2 separate regions of the Rattus norvegicus genome follow, and region 1 is linked to region 2. A link is a contact called in public Hi-C data. All regions are on one chromosome and are shown on one strand. Each heading gives the region's core, a stretch centred on a gene start, on an enhancer-like site or on the middle of the called end of the contact. The rest is flanking DNA. Distances are from core to core; before and after follow the strand shown. Region 1 overlaps Adgrv1 (adhesion G protein-coupled receptor V1). Region 2 has its middle 98 kb from the start of Rnu1-149.

What was found. Hi-C and Micro-C count contacts between places; a contact is called where the count stands out from the background.
Region 1: a Hi-C map of frontal cortex shows a contact between it and region 2, with 2.0 times the contacts expected there. The contact joins two enhancer-like sites. A contact is called at or near these places in 2 of 12 Hi-C or Micro-C datasets (the Rat2 cell line and frontal cortex).

Annotation. Positions count from the first base shown.
Region 1 is chr2:13,130,108-13,134,227 of GRCr8, forward strand. It overlaps Adgrv1 (adhesion G protein-coupled receptor V1), which reads right to left. Exons shown (of 91, transcript XM_039103389.2): 88 at 1,161-1,282. Among named protein-coding and RNA genes, the nearest start is that of Rnu1-149, 4.4 kb to the left of the region's middle. Within about 2 kb of position 1,539, at least 21 of the 93 cell types and tissues checked have an H3K27ac peak or open chromatin away from gene starts, as enhancers often do.
Region 2 is chr2:13,027,836-13,032,112 of GRCr8, forward strand. No RefSeq gene overlaps it. Among named protein-coding and RNA genes, the nearest start is that of Rnu1-149, 98 kb to the right of the region's middle. Within about 2 kb of position 2,711, at least 19 of the 93 cell types and tissues checked have an H3K27ac peak or open chromatin away from gene starts, as enhancers often do.

The DNA of each region.
Region 1 (4,120 bases), core at 289-2,788, 100 kb after region 2:
TTATCCAAAGTTGGCCTAATGCCCCACCTTTCTACTTAGAGTACATGCTGGTTCAGGCAGAGGGAAATGGTCCTTCAGCCCTCACAATACTCAGCATAAATGTCACCTACTATGGCATATCTTAAAGCTGATGGTTTACTCATTTCAATCATTGGTCCTACAGGGGTGTGGTGGTCCTTCTCTAGGTATTAACAGTGCCAGTGAACGTCTACTATGCGTACACAGAGGTGCCCATGTATTCTTGAGACTACAAACTTTTAGGTCACTTTGTAGCTTTTTCCTTCCAAAACAGATAATGTACTTAGATTAAATATCATCATATAGGCTGTATTCTGATTAAAGAATTTGCCTCCCCTTACTCTCATTCTGTTTTTAAGAATAGTTAGTGACCCATGGACCTCCTGTGTGTTAAATAAATGTTCTACCCCTGAATCATATTTCAGCTGCATGCTATAATTCTCATTGTATGTATCTATGCACATATTCATTTTATAAGATGATGAACAAAATAATTATATGTAAAAGCATTCTTGGTAATTTTAGTGAATTATTTTAGTCTAAGAGATTCTTTTTTCACTTTGCAAAATAAGAAAAATGTTTTCATTTGTTTCATTTGATAATTTTCAGGACGCAACATCTTTCCATTTCACAAAAGCACTAAAAAGTCTGCTTAAAATTTTGCTGTAGGTATATCCCTTAGTTATACTACCTAAGCATATTTGCAAAATTAATTTAAAATTGCCATTACTGAACTTGAGAAGGGGTAAAATAATTTTTTAGTCACTGAAATTGTCTTACATTAAGAGGAGACTGTTTAACCATCAATTTCCCTGCTCAGTTGAACTAATGTATAGATACATTATGCCCCATATATGTGGATCATTTCTCCATGGTTGCCATCTGAGTATAACTATCTATAAAGAACACATTTTTGCAGTTACTCCATATTGCTGAAGAGACGCAAGTAAATATTTTTCTTCTATATGTACATTCCAGCCATATTTTGAGTATTAAATATTTAACTCCCACCACACTATTCTAAGACTTTGTACACTCATGATGTACACAAACTCATCTATATGTAGACTCTTAAATTTTGAATGTTGACACTTGGTGCTTTGCATTCATTAAATGTCTGTTGCCTCTAAGGCTTGACTTACCTGCAGACTATTGAAAATGACAAAGAGAACCAACATCCAGAAGTGTCGGTAGGCCATATGCAGTCCTCCCCAAAGCCACGTCAGAGAAATCAGGGCGAAGAGATATAAAATCAGAGGAATTTCTGGAAATCACAAAGAAGACAAGGAAAAATGTTCAGAACACTGCATGATCAATCACATGTAAACACAGTACTAGTTTGGATTCCTCATGATAGATGGTCTATACCCTAATACTCATGCAGGGAACAACCTTGGAAATCCTTTTCCTGTGTGGAGAAGGGAAGGCATTGCACAGAGCCACATAGTTTCTGGTTTTTAAACGAGTCTGCTTGAAGGGGGAAGGAAGACATTTGTCCCTGCCGAGGCTACCACCTACTGGACTGTGTGGGAAGTGGCAGGAGCAAGTACAAAGATTTTGTGAAGACTAGGGTGTAGCCCTGTGCTCCCCAGTGAGCGCACTCCAGCATGGCATTTAAACCATAAGGTTTAAAGTTCTTTGTGTTACTCAGCTTTTATCCATCGAGAAGACAACAAAATGTACTGTGATTGTTCTGAGCAGAGATGAAGTGACTAACTCACTGGCCATCAGAAAACGTTCTACCCACCATGTTCTTCTGCAGCTGTCCTGATGGTTTCCATATTAAGTACACCACACAATGGGTTACTTGTGCCACTGGAGCTCTAAATTGACTTTATTAATTTTTGTGTATGAGTGTTTGCCTACATGTTTTGTATGACCTGCAGGCAGCACCTGTTGAAGCCACAAGAGGGTGTCGGATCCTGGGTAACTGGAGTTACAGACAGCCTCGAGTCACGTTGTGTGTGCTGGGAATTGAACCTGGATCTTCTGAAAGGGCGGCAGAGCTCTCAACTACTGAGATATCATTTTCTCCAGCTTCTCTGACAGTGATTCTGGGACACAGGACTATTGTCATTTCCACTTGTCTCCTTTGATTTAGTGAGGGAATGTTATTTGAGATTTTTTTTTCAATCTTTATTAACTAGAGTACTTCTTATTTACATTTCGATTGTTATTCCCCTTCCAGGTTTCTGGGCCAACATCCCCCTAACCCCTCCCCCCTTCTCTATGGGCGTTCCCCTCTCTATCCTCCCCCTATTACCGCCCTTCCGCCAACAATGACGTTCACTGGGGGTTCAGTCTTGGCAGGACCAAGGGCTTCCCCTTCCACTGATACTCTTACTAGGCTATTCATTGCTATCTATGAGGTTGGAGCCCATGTATAGTCTTGGGGTAGTGGGTTAGTCCCTGGAAGCTCTGCTTGGTTGGCATTGTTGTTCATATGGGGTCTCAAGCCCCTTCAAGCTCTTTCAGTCATGTCTCTAATTAATTCAACGGGGGTCTCGTTCTCAGTTCAGTAGTTTAATGATGGCATTCACCTATGTATTTGCTGTATTCTAGCTGTGTCTCTCAGGAGAGATCTACATTCGGTTCCTGTCAGCCTGCACTTCTTTGCTTCATCCATTTTATCTAGTTTGGTGGCTGTATATGTATGAGCGGCATGTGGGGCAGGTTCTGAATGGGTATTCCTTCTGCCTCTGTTCTAAACTTTGCCTCCCTATTCCCTCCGAAGGGTATTCTTGTTCCCCTTTTAAAGAAGGAGTGAAGCATTCGCATTTTGGTCATCCTTCTTGAGTTTCATGTGTTCTGTGCATCTAGGGTAATTCAAGCATTTGGGCTAATATCCACTTATCAATGAGTACATACCATGTGTGCACTGTGATTGGGTTACCTCACTCAGGATGATATTTTCCAGATCCATCCATCTGCCTATGAATTTCATAAAGTCATTGTTTTTGATAGCTGAGTAATATTCCATTGTGAGGATGTACCACATTTTCTGTATCCATTCCTCTGTTGAAGAGCATCTGGGTTCTTTCCAGCTTATGGCTATTATAAGTAATGCTGCTATGAACATAGTGGAGCATGTGTCTTTATTATATGTTGGGGCATCTTTTGGGTATATGCCCAAGAGAGGTATAGCTGGGTCCTCAGGTAGTTCAATGTCCAATCTTCTGAGGAACCTCCAGACTGATTTCCAGAATGGTTGTACCAGTCTGCAATCCCACCAACATCCTCCACATCCTCTCCAGCTTTTGCTGTCACTTGAGTTTTTGATCTTAGCCATTCTCACTGGTGTGAGGTGAAATCTCAGGGTTGTTTTGACTTGCATTTCCCTTATGACTAAAGATGTTGAACATTTCTTTAGGTGTTTCTCAGTCATTCCACATTCCTCAGCTGTGAATTCTTTGTTTAGCTTTGAACCCCGTTTTTTTGTTTTTTTTTTTTGTTTTTTTTTTTACATTTCTGTCTTTCTTTTTTTTTTTTTATTAACTTGAGTATTTCTTATATACATTTCGAGTGTTATTCCCTTTCCTGGTTTCCAGGCAAACATCCCCCTAATCCCTCCCCCTCCCCTTCACTATGGGTGTTCCCCTCCCCATCCTCCCCCCATTGCCCGCCATCCCCCCAAAAATCTAGTTCACTGGGGGTTCAGTCTTAGCATGAACCCCATTTTTAATAGGGCTATTTGTCTCCCTGCAGTCTAACTTCTTGAGTTCTTTGTATATTTTGGATATAAGGCTATCTGTTGTATATAATCTATCTGTTGTAGGATTGGTAAAGATCTTTTCCCAATCTGTTGGTTGCCGTTTTGTCCTAACCACAGTGTCCTTTGCCTTACAGAAGCTTTGCAGTTTTATGAGATCCCATTTGTCGATTCTTGATCTTAGAGCATAAGCCATTGGTGTTTTGTTCAGGAAATTTTCTCCAGTGCCCATGTGTTCCAGATGCTGCCCTAGTTTTTCTTCTATTAGTTTGAGTGTATCTGGTTTGATGTGGAGGTCCTTGATCCACTTGGACTTAAGCTTTGTACAGGGTGATAAGCATGGATCGATCTCCATTTTTCTACATGCTGACCTCTAGTTGAACCAGCACCATT
Region 2 (4,277 bases), core at 1,461-3,960:
TTTATAGCCTGGTTTCACTTCCTGTTCTCTGCTTCCTGACTGTAGAGTTGATACTACCATTCCTTATGCTCCTACAGTTTCACCTTCCCCACCGTGATGGAAAGTGTCTGTTGTTGAAGTGAGCTGAAGTAAATTCTTCCTTTCTTCCTGTCAGGTGTTTGATCTCAGCAAGAAAAGTGACTAATGAGGGATATTAGTGGGTTGTTTTTGAGCATACTCTCATTGGTTTATTAATGAGTGTTTTCTTCTGGATGTCCCTTTATCCATCCTGATTTCTTATAATATGATATGAAAACTACTCACACTGGATTTTTTTTTTTCCGGAGCTGGGGACCGAACCCAGGGCCTTGCGCTCGCTAGGCAAGCGCTCTACCGCTCAGCTAAATCCCTAACCCCACGCTGGATTTTATTAATCTCATTACACCAAAAGACACATCTTCCAAAACAGTTGCATTCTCTAGGACTAGCGGCTATTTTCACATGAATTTGGTAGAAAAAAGAGGCATCATTCCATTTTCCATGTATTTAGCCTTCAAGGAGTCACGTCTGTACTTGAGATTTCCTGGATAAGAGCAATCTACATTGGTTTCCCCATAATTTGCATTTGTTTATGAAAGCCAATTTCAACTACTTTCTCTGTAAATACTCCTGATCTTATTCTTGAAAGTGTTTTGTAGGTTTTTTTTTTTTCCATTTTCTTTTTTTGAGACAGGGTTTCTCTGTGTAGCCTTGGCAGTTTTGGAACTTGCTCTGTAAATCAGGCTGGCCTCAAACTCAGAGATCCTCCTGACTCTACCTCCCACGTCCTGGATTAACGGTGTGTGCCACTACCACCTGGCTCATTTGTACATTTTCTCCATAGTTTAACTCACCACTTGGCACTCACAGTCTTTATGCTTATTGTGTTCAACTGTGGGGACTTGTCTGTGTTTTCTGTCTGTCAGTCTATTCCTAAAGATCATTACGGTATGAATGTGGAAAGATACTGTCTTCTGGAACTTCGAAATCCTTTTAAGATGGCTAAAGTATTCATTCTTGTCTCTGGGTGCCAAGCTAGCAAGGCAGTCCACATTAGTCAGGACTGGCAATGCTGGCAGCTGTAATACAAAGACTCCTTCGTTGATCAATATGATGAAAAGACAAGAATTTCTACCTGACATTTTGGTCTGCTACAGACCTGCTTCTACCAGTTCATTGATGTACAATTGCTCCTGTGGTAACAGTGGGTAAAATATCCACTCTGCCTGTGGACAACACCCTTGACTATGTAAGGTGTCTGGAGGGAATAAAGGTGGAAAAGGCAAGACAGCCTCTGTGTGCATCCTTCTAGAGAGTGTTTCTCTCTCTGTTACTGCTGCTGTGACTTATGGGGTGACTTCAAGCTGGTGACTTCAGCTTTCCAGCACAGACTTCACTACACCACCTCCAGGATGCTGCCAGACTCCAGCCTCAGAGTGCAGCTGAATCATTCATCCCATTTTCTGGCACCTTCAACTTCTCACATCAAGTAGCTTTAGCATTCTCTGGCTTTCTAGTGCATGATGAGATGTTTCTGCAAGTCATATAAGCCAGTTGAAGAAGCGAATGCTATTTCATTATATACCCACACTGTTAGCTCTGTCCCCCAATTAATACAGGGGCAGAGAGAATACAGAAAGCTATGGCCGACTGTGGAGAGTGTCGTTTCTCTGATCAAAACCCTTTAAACACTGTTTGAGGCTTCCGTGCATGCATCTGATGTTGGCGGTGAAGAGTCAGTTTTCTTCAGGGATATGGACCCAAATTTCATTTTAAACAAAACCAATGCTGGTATTTGAAATACCGTACCAACTTTTCTGCTATAGCTTTAAGACTAGCAGAATTCAGAAAGGCCATTTTCCATTTCCAGGCATTCTCAGAGCTGAAGGGATGGGAAACAGGAGAGGGAAGGGCAAAAGACTACAATTATGAGTTCAAGGCTGTGAAGATGGAAGCCGGCTCTGCCTCTTCGGCCTCCTTTAGGTTTGATGGAGACTGTACGAGGACAGCACATGCTGGACAGAGTCCTATGGTTGGGGGAACTTTGGGGCTTATCATAAACCCCAGAACTATGGCCAATGAATCTGGGCTACAGCTTTGATAATATCTCTTTGATTCTTTGGCTCAGGCTGGAAGGGTCTGGAAGTCAGTGTGATTCATTAATGTCAGAGGAAGGTCATTTTTTCTTCAGTGGTATGGAATGAAAAACCAAAGCTAGGTTGATTTGAGATTCCAGGGGATCCTTTTCAGGTTTCTTTACAGCACGGAAGACACTGCCAAGTGCTCTGCTCTGGGAAAGGTATCCAAGAAGCAGTCTAGAATATTAATGAATTCATGCCCTGCTGCAGCCTCACTGAACACTGCCCCACTCCCCCAAGCACAGTTACAGCATAAAAGGCAGTATAATGGCCTCCTCGCCATGCTGCCTGGTTAGGAAATTTAAATAATTTAGAGTTAACTGATTTTGTTTTGGTGATTTGGCCCATTCCATCACACAGCCCATCACTGGAAGAGCTGCCCGACTGTGCAGTCCCTTTCCTGGTAGCAATAACCATTGTGATGTTACTTTCCCTCACAGCAGGCACCTCTGGGGAGTGGAGCGCTGGAGTTCTGCCTGGCTGGTGGAACACAGCCTTCCCACGTGCTCGGTGTGCTGAGCAGCAGACGACAGCTAACTGGGATGCTGGGTAGCCATTTGATGTTGCTCATCGGTTGGGTTTTTATAGCTCAGAGCGATCTAATAGATAGCAGCAGATGGAGCTGGAGTCTCTTTGGAGAAATGACTAATCCCACAACCTGTAGGATTACTCCCTGTGCGTTTTGCTTTGGCATCATTCACAGACAGTAAGCGAGAGGAGGGAATCCAGCTGCCAGAGCTTCTATGCTGTTCTTTTGCAGGTACAGCTCAGGGGGGGAGCCTTACTAGATACGTAGTGATTGCTTTCCCATGCAAATTCTCCACTTTGGTTCTCTGTAAAAATTAGAACTTTGCAAAGTATTTAGGCTCATTGACACAGGAAGTTTTATTCATGGTCTCCTTCACCCCTTGCAGATCATTTCTTTGCTTTCCAATTGTATTAGTCTCCTCACACTGCTGTACAGACATCATGGGCAAGGTGGGTCAAATAATGAAACACATATCCACATGGTTTGAGCATCTAGGCCCTCAAGATAAAGATGCTTGTAAGGGTAGGTTCTGATGGGAACATTTTTTCTGTCACTGTCTCTTCATAGGGCAAGAGGAGAGGACAAAATTCCTCTTTTGTAAAGAACGCTAATCCCTTCAACTGAAGGCATTTGCAACCCCATAGGAAGAACAACAACATCAACCAACCATACCCTCAAGAGCTCCCAGTGACTAAACTACCAAGTAAAGAGGGCACGTGGAGGGACCCATGGCTCCAGCTGCATATCTAGCAGAGGATGGCATCAGTAGGAGGAGAGGCCCTTGGTCCTGTGAAGGCATGATCTCCCAGTACAGGGGAATGTCAGGGCAGTGAGGCAGGAGTGGGTTTGTGGGAGGGGGAGCTCCCTCATAGAAGCAGGGGGAGGAGGATGGGATACGGGGATTCTGGAGGGGAAAGGGAAGGGGGATAACATTTGAAATGTAAATAAAAATATTATATATATTATATAGTGATATAATGATAATATATTATATATTATATTTATAATATAGGATATAATACAATATATAATATATATTATATTATATAGTGATATATATATATATCACTAATCCCATCCTGAGTCCCCAGACTACCTGACCCTAACCAGGTTATCTCCCAAAGTGTTCACCACTCAAAATCACTAGAAAGTGGGTTAAAACTTCAATGTATAAATTTGGGAACACAACCCAAAACAAAGTGACAATATAACTTTTGAATATGGGTTATCTTGGTATTTTTACACTTTTTATCGATTCTTTGTGAGGTTCACATCCTGGTGCTTGGCGGTAGCTCAGGCTGGGACCTCGCCTTGGCCCCGGGTGGCCAGGCTGCTCCTCTTCTCTAGAGTCTCCACTGTCACTTCTTTTCATAGTGGTCAGGCCGCTCCGCTTCTTTTTGTCCCCATCTGACCACTGTACACTCTCACATTGTGGTGGCTCCCACTGAAGCTTGGCCACATGGCTGTCAGGGCCCTGGATGACATCTTCCGTGCAGGCTGTGTGGCACGGCCCAGTGGCAAGTGAGTGTCTACGGCCTGCCTTTGGCAGGAGCTGGAGGGCAGGTCTGTGGGTGGCATGGTGGTCCGCAGGT